3 separate regions of the Sus scrofa genome follow, and regions 2 and 3 are each linked to region 1. A link is a contact called in public HiChIP or PLAC-seq data. All regions are on one chromosome and are shown on one strand. Each heading gives the region's core, a stretch centred on a gene start, on an enhancer-like site or on the middle of the called end of the contact. The rest is flanking DNA. Distances are from core to core; before and after follow the strand shown.

Region 1 (2,961 bases), core at 268-2,767:
CACTCAATAAACCACAGCTATTATTATTCTTTCTATGTTGCCTGCAAAATGTTGAAAATTATCAGAAAGGCGGACACCTCAGTGGCTTTAGCACCTAGTATATCCTTTTTAATCATAATCTCCGTATGTCTGTCAGGAACATTCGTTAGGTACGCACTGGGTGGGCTGCGGGGTAGCAGAGGCAATAAAGAGATCCTTCAGGTCCTTCGGGATGCTTCTGACACACTTAGGAACACAGGCTGGGAAATCTAAAGGTGCCTCACAAACCCTTACCAAGAGCACCTGCCACGTAGCAATTTCCAGCTTTCCTAGTCTCCTCCAGGAAGGGGGCTGACTGGTCTGCAGAGGAAGCTTGCTATTATTAATACTGACTAAGCTGTTTCCACGTAGAGATAAATAAGGGAATCAGAAGTCAATCTCCCCTTGGACACACCCCATCACCTCAGATTTAACTACTCCACTCTGCTTCTCCAGACTTCCCTAAACATGGCCTTGACCGGCAGCCAACCCAGCTCAGTCCTAAACCTTTGGTCAGGAGGAGAAACCATAATGCTGGACTGTGATACTTTTCTGTTCACCAGAGTGGATTTAACTACTCCACTCTGCTTCTCCAGACTTCCCTAAACATGGCCTTGACCAGCAGCCAACCCAGCTCAGTCCCAAACCTTTGGTCAGGAGGAAAACCCATAATGCTGGACCGTGACTCCTTTCTGTTCACCAAGGACTGTCCGCGTCTGGCCTGTCTGGATCTCGGGACCCAGGCCAGTTTCCTACTCTGGGATTTCCTTCGACTCCTAAAAGAACAAAGAAATTCTCCCTGTATTCCACTTCCAGAGAGGCTCAGGTCTCTCTGAAGATTCAGGACCTAGCCTAGATTTTGAAATCTTGAGCTCTTGTGCTTCTTTGACCAGGATGAGTCCCAGAGCCAAAAATAATGCGGGACAAAAGATCTCAGGAAAAGGCCCACGTTGGGTCATGGGCTTGTCTGGCCTGGAAGTCCGGGCTGAGGCTTAGGGGCTGGTCTGTCGGAGACGTGGACATCAAAGGACGGACAAACCCGAACCCCACTCAGTTCATTCAGCAAACATTTACCAAGCAGGTACTGTGCTATACCCCGTGGGCGGCAAGTTGACAAAGACAAGGTGCCTTCCCTTGAGGAATTCAGAGTCATTTATGGTTCATGTAACATCAAACACAGCCATCAGTTTCTCAGAAAAAAACAAAAACAAGAACAAAACCCCACCACATTGATTCTCAAACTCTCGCAGTAGAAATGCTCAGTTTCCTCTAGCCCAGAGTTCTAAAATGTCTGACTCAATGAAGAAAAATGCCATCAACTGCCACCAGAGCCTCCCCAAATGAGAATTCTGTAGCAGAGTGATCCTGATTATCTCAGAAATCCCAGGCAGAAATGGAAGCAATATAAATAAACATAAAAGAAAATAGAGGTGCTGTAACACAACTATAAATTGCTTTTCTCCCCGACTTTCTTCCAATCATCCAGGGCAAAAGAGGGAAGTTGGTCTCTGTGGCAGAGAATAGACCAGCAGCTGTTCTATATCCTGCCAAGAGGAGAGAGACTTCTTATAAATAATAGCCAACAATATGTCCTCTGGGACCAGAGATTCAGCCAGTTGGAGGGGGGGAGGGCGGAGGGGAGAGGGAGGGTTAATGGGATGGGGGGTGACCGACACAGCAGAGGGCGAATTAGGAGAAACCCTATCAAATTTTCCTGTGTACTTATGTTTCTATTACCTCATTAGGGTGATTACATAATGCCACTCCATTTATAAACTGCAAGGGAAGTAAGGGCAGCATCCTCATTAGCAGAGGCTGATGCGAGACATTAACATACCAGGCAGTCATGTGGGCAAACAATGAAGATGTTCGCAGAACATCTTTTCTTTCTCTCTTCATCGCTTTGGTATTTTGTCTGCTCCTTCCCTCCCTTTAGCCATATATGTGGATCTGTGGCTCAGACCTGAAGCCGACCACGTGGGCGCCCTCGTATTGAGAGCGCTTCATGTGAGAGAGGTATGGCATCGCTTTTACTGCTTTATGCTCTATTAGGAGGGAGAAAAAAGAACCATCTTAGAGCCATGTAGGGGTCTCTCCTTGAAAACTCCACAGAGGGCTTCCAGCCAGATGCAGACTGAAGTTCGGAAATGTCTTACTTCCTAGGAGCTTTTTCCACTTTTCCTGGACTCTGACTTGTCCTGATTCGAAGTTATAGCTCTAGATGGGGATATTTTGAGGGGCTGCTGTTTCTGGATATAGTACTAATTTGCATCTCAATTTTAAAAAGAGCTCACTCGGACAGTAAAATTCACTAAGTAATATTTAATAAAAGAGGACACTGAGTCCCTAAAAGGTGAAACAACTGGCTCAGATAATCAGAGGAGGAGCCCAGGCTGGAAGCCAGCATCAACAGGAGTTCCACAGAAAGGGACTGTAATTTACAATTTCTAAGAGAGGTTGGATTGAGTGTCTGCTTTACCATGGACTCATCTAATGAGGGGATGGTGTGGGCCACGAGGGGGTGTTAGGTAGAGACTGATCTTTTCACGGTCCCTTGGAGGAAGAATTAGCTGTTTAGCTTATATTTATGTCTTATATGTGGTTTTAATTTGATATACCACCTTTTATTCTTACATAACACTATTTCATCTCTCTCTCTCTTTTCCTTTTCTCTTATATTATCTCTGGCTTTAATTTCGGGCACTCCCAAATGCATTATTGCAAAGTTATCCTTTTTCTGAAGGTGAGCACTTATTTCACGTTTGTTCTTATGATTGGAAAACTAGGTGAAAAGTCCAGGGGATCTAGCACTGTGCAAGAACAGGAAGGGGTATCTATATTCAGATTAGGAAGAAAATAAATGGAAACATTTGGACTGCAAACAATAAATCAGGGACATTGGGCACTTTACCTGGGGCTTGGGAAATACTATTGACTTAAATT
Region 2 (2,961 bases), core at 141-2,640, 160 kb after region 1:
ATTCATATATGCACTGCTTCCTCAAACCACATGTTACACTGACTTCATTCTGCCCATTTATTAGAACATCTTTACATTCAGATTCCTCATCTTTGGATCTAATAATCAGAAATTAGAGGGTCAGACTGGCTTAAGCATAATGATTACTTTTTTAAACAATTTAGGTAAATTAAAGTTAAACTTTAGAGAGATCTCAAACTTGTTGAAAACCATAAGGGTACAGAAATATTCTGAAATCTTAACTCTAAACTCTTGATATCTTGATGTGATACTAAAACCACCTGTGAAGCCTCTTTCTGTAATTTGTGTGTGGAGTGCAAAGTGAATTATTTAATAAATGATAATCAACCATCAAATATTTCACCATGGAAATAGAATGATAAACAATGCTCCCTGCGTCTTAATAACAGTCTTAAGTGCATTCAAATACTTCTTTATTGAATTCCTTGTAAGGCACTGTCCAATGTGACAGGGTCTTTGAGATTTTAAAAGAATATTATCATCCAATTTAAAGTTGTACTTGTGAAAGATAAACAAAAAGATATCATAACAAAGTTATGAATAAAGGCTATGAATGCACAGAAGATGGAATAAATAATTACTCACAAGAGGGATCTAAAAATACTTTGTCTTTCTTAAAGGCTAACTTGCTGAGATCTAAGAGGGAAATTGTAAGAAAAAGGGAAGATGAGAAGCATGGACAGGGCCTTTGAGGAAGAAATCACACATCTCTTGTATGACAAACACGTGGGAAAAAGTTGTAAGTTTATCATGCATGGAACCCAGTGGTTCATAGGGCACTTAGTGGAGAGAGTAGAAAGAGTTTGGAGTTCTAACCTGGAAGTGTGTATGTGTGTGTGTGTGAATGGAGGGGCAAACAAGTTCATTTTTGGACATAACATGTTCAATGTGCCTGTGGGACAAAGGCAGTGATGGCCAAGGTACATCTGGACCTGGAGGTTAAGAAAGAGATTCCATGTGAAAGATAATGGATTTCAGAGTCAGTATCAGATAGGTGGCAACACAGGCACACGTGCGCTGTGTGATCAGCCAAGAGAGCAAGCAGAATAAAAAGTCCAAGGGGAGATCCCCAGGGAACACTAACATTTAAGGATTTAGCCTTGGGAAGAGGCTCCAACAAGGAAGGGGCAATTAGAGCAGAAGGAGGCAAGAGGCAATTTGGAAGCCAAAGTTGTGGAGGAGACGTTTGAAGCAGAGATTGTCATCATCTTATCAGTCAGCAGCAGTGGGTGAGGCTTCCCTCTGAAGACTGGGCTGCTAACAAGGGGTTAATTCACTGTCGCTCACCACTCTTTCACAACCTCCCTGAGAAGTGCTAGCAGAAAGAAAATGGTCCCATGATAGAGATGGCAGAAGAGAGGAAGAGAGAAGGAACAAGAGGCTGAGATAACTCATGCATGAGTCATCAGCCCATAAACCAGAGAGAGTCAGCAATATGACCGTTCCTCCTGAAATAAAGAAGCAGAAAGGGCTCTCAGTTAAAAAGAAAGTCTTTCTCCGAGTTGAGATAGCATGGTAATTTAAGCAATGTGCACACTGCTTGCGGCAACTTGGTGAATATGTGTGGATGGATGCACTTGGGAAAGACTCTACTGACTGGGCCCTCAGTTGCCTTATGTTATAATCAGGGGTAGTAGTCTCTTTGCTCCTTGCAGGTATCCTATGTGGTAGGGATTATTTGGGGGTCATTTTACAGATTAGTTAAACAAAATACAGAGAGTGTAGGAAACAAGATACAGAGAGTGCCCAGACAGGTGATAAGTAGCAAAGCTAGATTTCAGATTTTGGGCTCTCTGCTCTGTCCACAAAGCTTATGCTTTGCTTCCAGCTGGGATCCCTAGAACTTTCAAAGTCAAAGTCATTAAATATGCTTCATTTTTCCCCGTTAAATGTAAGGCTATGAGGGAAGCTGGATAAGTGCGGTTACGTCCACAACAGGTAAAGCAATGGAGGATTTGCCTAAAGTATATGGAAGCCGGGTCTTCTAATTCTACACTATTTTATGGTCTTTCAAAGGCCAGTAAATGTATTACATTGACAGACATTAACTTTGAAACCAAAATTAACATCTTGGAAAGCAACTATTGTTACACTGAAAAGTGTATAAAATACCTTTTCTTTCTAGAAATTACAGCACCATGGAAATGAATCATACCAGAGTCTGTCTTAAGTAGAGATGGCAGTTTATGGATAGCCCCCTAAAAAGTAGCAGTTTTTCCTCCATCATCTTACTAGTTAATCTTCCTGGGAACAGGCTGATATTTACTCATCCCAAGAGAGTGTTGAATTGTCTGCACTCCAAAAGATACCAAGGATAAGGTTTTAAGTTCCCCACCATTAGTCATCACACGGAGAAAAGTGACAGAGCTCTTTACAGATGCAGTGCTTTTTCTTCGCCCTTAAAATGGCAGCTGAAACAAAATTCAATGGGTCTAAACTAGGAAAAGTCAGTAAAGAATGCTCTCCCTTCCTCAGTGATCCGTTCCCCGGGTAAGATGTGAAGCACTCTGTGGTCTCCAGACAACAGGATCAGATAGGCTAACAATGCATTTGAGAGCTTTGCGAAGAAATGCTAGACAAAATAGATCAGGTTAAAGTAGACACAGAGGCCCAGCAGCAAATTCTAATTATTTTCGTTCCTGGTCTTGCAACAAAGAGACAATTGTTAAAAAAAAAAAAAAATGTTAGATTTTGGGTGTGTGGGAGTGGGTGTGCGCATGTGTAGTGCAGGTATTTCCTCCTCATATGACTGATTATTGATGCTCAGAATATCTACATAAAATGATCCATTAGTGGACTAAACAGTTGGGTAACAAAAAGTGAATTCATCCTTAGAACCAGGAAAAGACACGTTTCTAACAGGTCTTTTGAGGCCATGACCAGATTATTCTGGTAAAGTGATGTGAATGAAACAGATTTCCGAGTCAAGAAATACTGGAT
Region 3 (2,961 bases), core at 288-2,787, 140 kb after region 1:
CCTGATTAGCACCGAGAGGCCTGGCCTCTGCCACTGGACTACCATCAACTCCTCCAACTCTCCCAGTGCCGAGTTACATTCCTTTAACCTAATTCCACTGCCAGTGACCCTCCGAGGGGCTTTTCTCATCTCTGTGAATCAAGCTGCTCCTGAGCACCCCTTTGCCTGCCTTTCCATACCTTCCTTAGAAGTACAGTGTGATAGAGAAACAAGATATACCAAGTGTGGTGCATAGTAGGTGGTTAATTTAAAAAGCCACTGTTATTTTAGTTATTACTGTTCAAATATAGATTCTGGGTTCCTATTTTTCTCAGAACTCTAATTTTTTGTTTTTACTTTTTTCATTTTTAAAAGTTTTATTGAAATATAATTGATTTACAAAGTTGTGATAATTGCTGCTGTACAACAAAGTGACAGTGATTCAGAATTTTTATTTATTTATTTATTTTTGCTTCTTAGGGCCACACCTGTGGCATATGGAAGTTTCCAGGCTAGGAGCTGAATCGGGGCTGCAGCTGCCAGCCTATGCCTCAGCCATGGCAATGCCAGATCTGAGCCATGTCTGTGACCTACACCACAGCTCACAGCAACGCCAGATCCTTAACCCACTGAGCGAGGCCAAAGATCAAACCTGCATCCTCATGGATACCAGTCAAGTTCATAATCCACTGAGCCACAATGGGAACTTTCAATTCAGAACTTTAACTTAACCCATTACCTAAGCTAAAAGAAATGCTTTGGGATTTTCCTGACACTTACTAGGTGTCCTAGAAATATCTTCATTTTAAATGGATGAATGATTGAATGAAAGAGTGAGGGTATTAACTTAGCTTCACTTAAGAAATCGCAAGTGATTACTGTCCCTTGGTGCCTTGGAAGTAAATGCTTGAACTTCTGGTATCATTTAGACAAAGGAACTAGGAATTTTTAAGTGTCCGCGTCACGTCTGGGATTGGGCCACTTAGGACTGTCCTCTCTGCTCCGCTGCTTTTCACACCGGTCCATGGACTGAGCTCTCCAGAAGAGGCTTTGCTCCTGACTCCTGCACTGGGCATACTGATTAATTCGGCTGGCATTTGGCCTGGCATTCATGTGGCCAAGGTACCCTTGGCCTCTGGTTAAATGGAGTTATCCCTCCGAGTTTCTGACTTGGCAGTGAAGTCCTAGTAACCAGAGTCATCGCTATAGCACCCTGCTATTTCATCTTTGCTGGAAAGTGATGAACACAGACCTCACTTGTCTGAGAACTCTTAGGTTTAGTGAAAGCAATGTGAGAAGTTGCCAAGTTTGTGCTTAGAAACAAGCACATGTTTGAAACCTTACTTTTCTTTTTTTCTCAAGCTTTCCTGAGTCGGGAGCTTTTAAACACAGATATGAGAGTCTGATTTAAGCAGTTCCCATTACCCTTCTAATTCAGCTTTTAAAATGTACTTTTGCTTGAAGAGAAAATAGAAAGCAAACAAATCTCTCCCCTGCCTCCTTCCTTTCCTGAATAATCTAGAGACTTGGGCAATCCTTCCCTTCCCTGGGGGTGTGACTGTAGAGTATCATTTTATTGACTCATAATTAAGAACTTCTGATGGGAAAACCAGTCAACAGGGGAAAATGGCTTGGGGGGGAGGGGGTCCCATCAGCAAAAAGAGAACAGATGTACTTGCGGCAAGTGCAAGAAACAGGACCAAGGAGACCCCATAGAGGAAAATGCCCTAGAAGATAGCAAGTCCCTTCCGTGAACTTTATGCCCTTTTTGAGGAAGTCAGCTTTTCTCCATAATGTGTAATGAATATGTGAGCGGCAGTTTGAGCTGCTCTTAGATTCAAGGAGTATACATGCGAGTGAAATTGTGTGTGGGCAAGAACTGACAGTGGAAATTTGGTGGTGAACACAGAGTGTGGGCAGAGGGGAAAAAAGCCCATGTGAAGCATCACTGAAAGGAAGTGTCACAGGAAAAAGTTATGAGGCAGCATTCTACAGGGCTAATCGGAGCTGCATCAAAAGTGCTGCGCATTAGTTCATTTAAAACAAAGGATCCTACAAACAAAGAAGCAGAAGATTTCAAATGCCCAAAGAGCCATTCCTCTTTTAATGGAACTAACATTCCTGGAATTCAGTCACATCATATTAGCCAAGAGAAGATTCCAGTTCGGTGCTAGGGACTAGATATTTTTCCTACATCTGGTTCCACGCATGGAAACAACCACCTCTACACCCATTTCTCTCCTGACACATCTAGTTTAATAGAAAAGGTGATTTCCCTACGGGTGCCCTGAGGTATGATTCGATGAGAGTCTGGTAATGCATATAAATGGATTTCCATTGTACAATTAAAGCCAATAGGGCCTAATCTAGATTTCTTATTGAAATGTATTTATTTTTAAACTAGTGGACGATTTGTATAGCACAAGTTTTGCACTTCTTAATTTACTACTTGGTAAATCCTTATATTTGATCTTAGTGTTTCTGATTACTAAGAGTTACTCTTAGGGGACTGTAAGCTTATAGAAATAATATTAAATGGATGTTGTAAATTCTCCATTTGAAGTATCTGAAACAGGCTTTAATGCCGTTGTGGGCTAGACTAGAAAGAAAAGTGGTCTCCTACCACTATGACTAATTTCAGGTAATTGAAAATCCACGGCCTTGAAATCGTGGCAAAACTGGTTAATTTGTGACAGCATACGTTTTTCTCGTGACAGATTTCCTAATTCATGTCATGTTTCATCACATCCATTCTCTAGATGCACAGTGTAGGCGATTACAACTCCAGATCGAGTATGACCTTGTTTGTTGTAGACAGGATTATAAGCGTCTTTGTTGAATTATCCAGAAACATTTGTAGGAAGCAAAATCTTCATTCAGAAAAGAGTACATTACCAGAGGGAATAGCATTAAAAGATGGAACTAGAATATTTACATTTTTATGGTCTATTATCATTACAAAATATTAAAGATGACTAGAGA

The links. HiChIP or PLAC-seq counts read pairs in DNA pulled down with a chosen protein or histone mark.
Region 2: an H3K27ac HiChIP or PLAC-seq map of alveolar macrophages shows a contact between it and region 1. The contact joins two enhancer-like sites. A contact is called at or near these places in 3 of 47 Hi-C or Micro-C datasets (embryonic fibroblasts, heart right ventricle and skeletal muscle) and 1 of 2 datasets of contacts at active chromatin or transcription factors (alveolar macrophages).
Region 3: an H3K27ac HiChIP or PLAC-seq map of alveolar macrophages shows a contact between it and region 1. The contact joins two enhancer-like sites. A contact is called at or near these places in 2 of 47 Hi-C or Micro-C datasets (both in embryonic fibroblasts) and 2 of 2 datasets of contacts at active chromatin or transcription factors (alveolar macrophages and skeletal muscle).

What each region holds. Positions count from the first base shown.
Region 1 is chr9:28,078,799-28,081,759 of Sscrofa11.1, forward strand. All of the region lies in intron 2 of MAML2 (mastermind-like protein 2), which reads right to left. Among named protein-coding and RNA genes, the nearest start is that of MTMR2, 110 kb to the left of the region's middle. Within about 2 kb of position 1,518, at least 33 of the 83 cell types and tissues checked have an H3K27ac peak or open chromatin away from gene starts, as enhancers often do. A contact at or near this core is called in alveolar macrophages, where this site is marked.
Region 2 is chr9:28,238,656-28,241,616 of Sscrofa11.1, forward strand. The region is part of intron 1 of MAML2 (mastermind-like protein 2); the gene reads right to left. Among named protein-coding and RNA genes, the nearest start is that of MAML2, 130 kb to the right of the region's middle. Within about 2 kb of position 1,391, at least 24 of the 83 cell types and tissues checked have an H3K27ac peak or open chromatin away from gene starts, as enhancers often do. A contact at or near this core is called in alveolar macrophages, where this site is marked.
Region 3 is chr9:28,214,609-28,217,569 of Sscrofa11.1, forward strand. All of the region lies in intron 1 of MAML2 (mastermind-like protein 2), which reads right to left. The region is part of intron 1 of LOC110262220 (a long non-coding RNA gene); the gene reads left to right. Among named protein-coding and RNA genes, the nearest start is that of MAML2, 160 kb to the right of the region's middle. Within about 2 kb of position 1,538, at least 14 of the 83 cell types and tissues checked have an H3K27ac peak or open chromatin away from gene starts, as enhancers often do. A contact at or near this core is called in alveolar macrophages, where this site is marked.